Regions from separate parts of the Mus musculus genome. Here region 1 is linked to region 2. The links are chromatin contacts, called in public Hi-C maps. All regions are on one chromosome and are shown on one strand. Each heading gives the region's core, a stretch centred on a gene start, on an enhancer-like site or on the middle of the called end of the contact. The rest is flanking DNA. Distances are from core to core; before and after follow the strand shown. Region 1 has its middle 97 kb from the start of Npy. Region 2 overlaps Gm31226 (a long non-coding RNA gene).

The links. Hi-C and Micro-C count contacts between places; a contact is called where the count stands out from the background.
Region 1: a Hi-C map of the N1E-115 cell line shows a contact between it and region 2, with 3 times the contacts expected there. The contact joins two enhancer-like sites. A contact is called at or near these places in 5 of 484 Hi-C or Micro-C datasets (the N1E-115 cell line, cerebellum, cerebral cortex and 2 more) and 1 of 115 datasets of contacts at active chromatin or transcription factors (pancreatic cancer cells).

What each region holds. Positions count from the first base shown.
Region 1 is chr6:49,917,867-49,921,052 of GRCm38.p6, reverse strand. No RefSeq gene overlaps it. Among named protein-coding and RNA genes, the nearest start is that of Npy, 97 kb to the right of the region's middle. Within about 2 kb of position 1,397, at least 6 of the 459 cell types and tissues checked have an H3K27ac peak or open chromatin away from gene starts, as enhancers often do. A contact at or near this core is called in the N1E-115 cell line, where this site is marked.
Region 2 is chr6:49,652,832-49,655,996 of GRCm38.p6, reverse strand. All of the region lies in intron 2 of Gm31226 (a long non-coding RNA gene), which reads right to left. Among named protein-coding and RNA genes, the nearest start is that of Gm31226, 21 kb to the right of the region's middle. Within about 2 kb of position 1,261, at least 10 of the 459 cell types and tissues checked have an H3K27ac peak or open chromatin away from gene starts, as enhancers often do. A contact at or near this core is called in the N1E-115 cell line, where this site is marked.

The DNA.
Region 1 (3,186 bases), core at 148-2,647, 260 kb before region 2:
AAGCCCATACAGAGATCTATCCCCTACGCAGAGAGTTGACTCTTTTGGGCGAATGTAGAGTCTGTGTTAGTCTGGGGTCCTCAAAGAGGCGGGCCAATGAGACAGATAAACAAGTAGGTAAAAGATAGTAAAGAGATGATTATATAGGTGTGTGTGTGTGTGTGTGTGTGTGTGTGTGTGTGTGTGTGTTATGAGAGTGCTGGATGGATGGATGAATGGACAGATGAGAGGGCATGTATTATGGAAATTGACTCACAAATTATGGATACCATCTTCAGGCTGGAACCCTGGGAGGCTGCTAGCCTGTTTTCAATCTATATCTTGGACCTCAGAACCAGAGATGCTGATGGAATAGCTCTTAGTTTAAGGCTAATGACCTGAGAACCTGGGAAGTCAGTAATGTAAGCTCCCAAACTCTGCCATCCAGGCATAGAGAGGAAGAATAAATCCCAGTGCAGGAGATGAGTAAGACTGACTGTTTCTGTTTCATTCTCCTCGGACCTGGACTGATGGGATGGTGACTGGTCCACCAGTTTCATGGACTCCTGCTCTGGTAAACCCTCAGAGTTGCTCATCAAAAGAATGCTGTTCCAAGTACTCCTTAATACAAGCAGGTTTTCACCTAACACTGCTCAGCACAGAGGCCCCTGGCAGGACACTAAAGGTATATCATTATTTATTTAATTTATCTCTCGTTGGCACCTACAGTGTTTCTAGGATTTTGCCCTAGATAAATTCCTGCAAGCATATTTTCTTGGGAAATGGGTGTGACTATTATTGATTTTGACAACTGTTACAAATTTGATCTTTCTAGTCAGTGTAACAATGTTTACTCTCCTCTTTTACTCTCCACCAGTAGGGACAGGCTTCCATGAATGAGTGGTCCCACCATGGCCTTCTGTTTAGAAATAGGGACAGGTCATTTGGTGAACTGAAGGGACCCTAGTGGGACTGTCAAATCTTTCTTTGTTACAGCTCTCACCTCTAAACAAGCCTTCCTGCACTGTGTGCAGCAAGAACCTAGCTAGGCCTTCAAGGTTGAGGACTTTAAGAAAGCCAGTTTGGCCCGGCCCTCTATAGCCCCAGTGGACCAGCTTGTGCACCCAGGACCTTGCCAGGACTGTGGAGCTACTGTAGGTTTGTGCTCATATCTCAAATGATGCTGTGGTTAGATGAGATTTCTAAACACTCTGCCTCCCTCCCTCCCTCCCTCCCTTCCTTCCTTCCTTCCTTCCTTCCTTCCTTCCTTCCTTCCTTCCTTCCTTCCTTCCTTCCTTCCTTCCTTCCTTCCTTTTTTCTTTTTGTAAGGGTTTGCCCAGGAAACATGCCCTTCTCTGGGTGTTCCACTAGAGGGTGCTTCAGCTATGCATATTTACATATGGGTAAGTAAACGAGGCCTATGTTGTTCGAGTGGGCTGCACACGCATGCCAAACAGCTGCCTTTTCTGTGAACCTTTGGTGCTGTAGAACTACAGCCGATTTTTCATTCCTCCCAGTGCTACCTTGCCTCCCAGGTGGCTTTTCCAATATCCTCCCTCTCTCATGACCCAAGGGCGTGGGGACTAAAGATCTACCAGGATGGAAACCAGTAGTAATGATGGGGAGGGGGCTTATGAATTGGATTTGTGCCTTGTTCCCTTTCCCTAGAAGATGCTTTGGGGGAGGACTTGGGCTTCTCCAAGGATTGCTCTGACACACAGGACAGCGATGGCTAAATCTTAGTGAAAAGGGGAGGGGTTCAACGTTCTGGAGTTCCTGTGTGCAGTCAGGTGGAACTGTAAGTGACTGGTGCTACTAGAAGTGACCAAGGCTCCCTGGGCTGTGGGAAGTGGGGTAAAGGAATGAGAGCTGTTAAGTCAACCACTCTGAAATCAGGAATCATGGGAGAGAGGCAAAAAGATTCAGATTTTTAAAGGAGATTTCTTTTTGAGCAAAAGAGTTGTAGAAATCAGTTAAAACAATTGCTTTTGTCCAGACGCTTCAAGTAGAATAAATAACAAAACTGGAGTCTGGACTTTGAAAATAAGAGCCTGCATGCTGTGAGATGATGACGGGAGCCATCTTAAAATATTTGGAACTAAGGGGAAAACATAACTGAATGGGATAACGAGCGACATCCTTACAACATCTTGCTGTGTGTTAGAACCATTGGGAAGACCTTACAAAGCCTTTGTTGTCTGGGGATAGGAATGCTGCATACATTTTTATTTTTACGTTTCTCAGGTGCTTCTATTGCACATCCAAGTCCACAAGCCATGGCCTAGATCGATAGTTCTCAAACCTAAACAAAGACCAGAATCTGCTGAAGGGCTCTTGGGCATAGAGTGGGGCCACACTCCAGACTTTATGCTTCAAAGGGTCTGGGCTGAGGGCCCAAGTGAGGGCTGGAAATGTGGTTAGTCTTAATTGAGATGCATGGTAAATGCTTTGAAATACGTAACAGACTCAGAAACGGTGTAAAACAATTTCGTAAAGTTATCTCAGTATTTTATATTGATTGTATGATAAAATTAGAGTATGTTGAATCTAGTGGGGGACATTTCATCTGATTATTTTCACCTTCTAAAATGTAAGTACAGAGGTGGCACATTTTACATGGGATTACACTGGATTTCTGTTGACCGTCCCTGGTTTGTGGACTGACTATGTGCTGGAGACGGGACCTATGGTATGCATGCTCTCCACTGCGAGTCTGCACTCCCAGCTCTTGTGCCGGTACAGAAAAGGTTTCACAAAAGACAGTACATAAGCCACCTGCATGAGAAATCCCAGGAGAGCCAGTGTGCACGTGAGCATGTGTGCACTGAGGGAGATAGGATGTGCATGCCTGTGCACACGCATGCAATGCATGGAAGCCAGAGAGTCATAGTGAGTGCTTCTCCTTCTTGATTGGTCTCTACCTTTTTTTCTTTTTCTCTTTCTCTCTATCCCTTTTCTTTTCTTTTTTTCATTGTCTTTCCTTCTGTCTCTCCTTCCTTCCTTCCTTCCTTCCTTCCTTCCTTCCTTCCTTCCTTCCTTCCTTCCTTCCTTCCTTTCTTTTTCTGAGACAGAGTCTCATAGAACTTAGGCATCATCCATGGTGGTGCAGACTGCCCTCTAAACTATGTGGATCCACCTGTCTCTGGTCGCCCAGCACCTGGCTGCCAGCCCAACATCCACACAAGTGCTCAGAATCTGACCCAGGTT
Region 2 (3,165 bases), core at 12-2,511:
CGGTGGTTAAGAGCACTGGCTGCTCTTGCAGAAGAGCTAGGTTTGATACCCAGCACCCACATGGAAGTCCATAGCTGTCTGTAGCCCAATTCCAAGGGCCCCATCACCTTCTTCTGGCCTCCTCAAGCACCAGACAGCACCTGCTGCAGAAATACACATGCAGGTATAACACTCATACACATTAAGTTAATTACAATCTAAAAGTTATTAAAGCATTGCAAGCAACACTTCCAACAAAATCAAAGAATACGATGAATCACTAGTTAATTATTTCTTATTATCAAAACAGTAAATGGCTGTACAAATAAGGTCTTTACAGAGATAAAGGAAATTTCTCAGGAAAGGAGAGCAATTTCCTTCTTGAGTATTCTAGAAGATCTTAACCCCATAGGTCCCCATACAAGGGAATCAAAACAACAAGGGATCATCAGCATCAGAGACCAGAGGGAATGTTGTTTAACAATATAAATGCCACAGCTTGGCACCCCAACTTTCGGACAATTATGTTAAGTATTCCTTTTGGCACGGAGGTTAATTGCTCACAGGTTTCAAAACCAGCTGATGTCAATTCAGCTTTCCCTCACTTTCCATGGGAGGATCCCAGTCGGGAGTGACATACCACACAAATGGGAGGAGGGAAGGTAACAGACAGAAGCACCAGGAAATGTTAATATTGTAAATACTAAAATCCATGCCAGTGAAGTGAACAATGACCTGAATGGGCACACACGGGAAGTGTCGAGTCTCAGAAAACTGTACTCTGCAAATAACGGAGTGCAAGTGTTAGAACTCATTTTCTAAAACTTAGCTTTATCGTGGAAGTTCACTGAGGGAGAGGCATCCCTTTCCTTCTTATTCAGATACTATATGATTAGGTTAATAAATACATTTAAAGTCTAGATCATCTTTTAATTCAGCCGCACAAACAGGGACAGTTGGGATTTGATTGTGGAAAGAATGATTCGGTCATTTGAGAAAGCCCTTCCTTTATTTGCTCAGAACATGGTTTTGGCATCCTATTAACATTTCCAAATTGAATGAGCCTGTCTCTTTGTGTTAGGCAATAGTCTAAGAATAGGGAGAGACCAACGATCATTAGCAATTTATTGTCCTTGCTGAAAAATTAGAAACTGGCCTGGCCGGAACATTAAGTTACAAGGGCAACAGGGATGTCTGAAGGATCAGTGATGCAGATGAGTAACACAGGCCATTCTGGCTCCTGCCAGTGCAGTCAGCAGACGAGACCTTTCCTCGCACGCACTGAATGCTGCTGAAGTGAACAAGCATGCGCAGTTCCCACACAGCGTCCACAGGTTGGAGCCTTCCATGAGCCACACAAAGGAAGGCAAACACACATGCTCACATGTGCCTGCAATGCACGGCTCACACAGACACAATACTAAACAAGCTCCACTCCCTTCCCAGGAAAGGGGAAACTCCATGCCAGAACCCTGGAGACTCACATCATGGTAATTTTCCTCTAAGTCATATCTAACATCCAGTCTAGAACAATCTAGACCCAGAAGTGGGCCATGGGTCTTCTTTCAAAATGTGATGTCAGAATGTCAGTGAGCTGAAAACATAGGACGACAGCCCAGAGCCCCTGCACAGCCTCGTCATTCACTGCGCACAAACCCCCAGCAAATGTACCAGGAAATGTTAATATTGTAACTCATGTTAATGTTAATTAAATTAATTAAATGTCAATATTGTTAATGATGTAACTCAGTCTGTCTCAGAAGAGGAGGAAAGGCACCTACCTGGTTGAGAAAATTGTTTGTCACCAAATGATACAAACAATGAGGGTTCCATCTGCTCTGGTCAATGTAAGTGACTTCATTCTACCAAAGAGGATTTCTAGTAAAAGACTTGCCTATCAAAACTGTGAACTGCGCCTACCATCGCCAACTCCTCTTGACAGACTGTTCACTTCAATGCACACAACCAAAGTGGCAAGCAGCCACTTACTGAAAGTGCCACTGTATCAGTGCCACTGCAGTCAGGACAATGAATAGGATCAATCCACTCCAAGCTTAGTCCACTGGAAACCTGTCCTCACCCAGCAGCAGAAGGATGAGGAAGCTGGAAAGAGGAGTGGTAGGGATGAGGTGGGCAATGACCCTGTAACCTCCTGACATCAAACTGCATCCCTTGTGATCCTCATGGAAAACATTGAGTTTGAAGAATAAAATGTGCCTAGGACCCTCACCGTGTGAAATGCAATATGTTGTTGATATGTGTCATAGTCAAGCTAGGAGATGGGGTCAACTTCACAACTGTTTGACTATGGGGCAGTGGGCTGTGCACAGACAGCCTGGTCTCCACTCGAGCAAAGATCTAGAACTCCGGGGGATCCAGTGGGTGGCGATTTCCACCTACGTGGGACAGAAGATGTTCGATCATATCTCCTGGACCCCTGGCTCCTGTCAAAGTTACCACCCCCACATCCCCTGCAGAAGAGGTATGTGACTATCAGTCACGCAGACAATGTCCCAAGCTCCTGGCATTCTGGATAGACTCCACCCCCACAGTTATCTGACTATAGCCAGGTATGCTCCTACCCACAGTTACCTGATAGCCCAGCCCACTATAAAAGGGACTGCTTGGCCCCTCCTCGCTCTCTTTAAGCCCCCATCTTTCTTACTCTCCTCTCTAGCCCTCCTTCTCTCTCTTCCTCCCCCCCCCCCATCTCCACATGGCCATGGCCAGACTCTCTCTCTCTTTCTACTTTCTCTCTTTCTCTCTGCCTTTCTACAATAAAGCTCTAAAACCATAGAACGTCTCTGCCCATCAAGGCCCGCCGTGCTTTAACAATGGGATAGGCTTTCCCCTAATGAGCCATGTCTAACCTCCCACCAGAAGGTCTTCTTGCATTCCAGCCACAGACTGGACCAAGAACTCTTGCCTGTGTGGGAACCACCCAGTACCTCCCTCTTTCCCTGCCCTCTCCTCCCTTTGGCCCCAGGGATGACCGAGCTGCCCCTGGCGCCCCCATTCCATTCTCAGCTCTTCTGTGGTGTCCATCGGTGTATGGGATGCCCGAAGCTGGGAACCTGGTGCCTAGGACTGCCCCTTGTCCACCCCCCTCCGAGCTGGGGTACATGGCTTCCCACAGCCAGACACCCACCCGGGGCCGCATTGAAAGCGTGCGGCAGTCCTTCCACT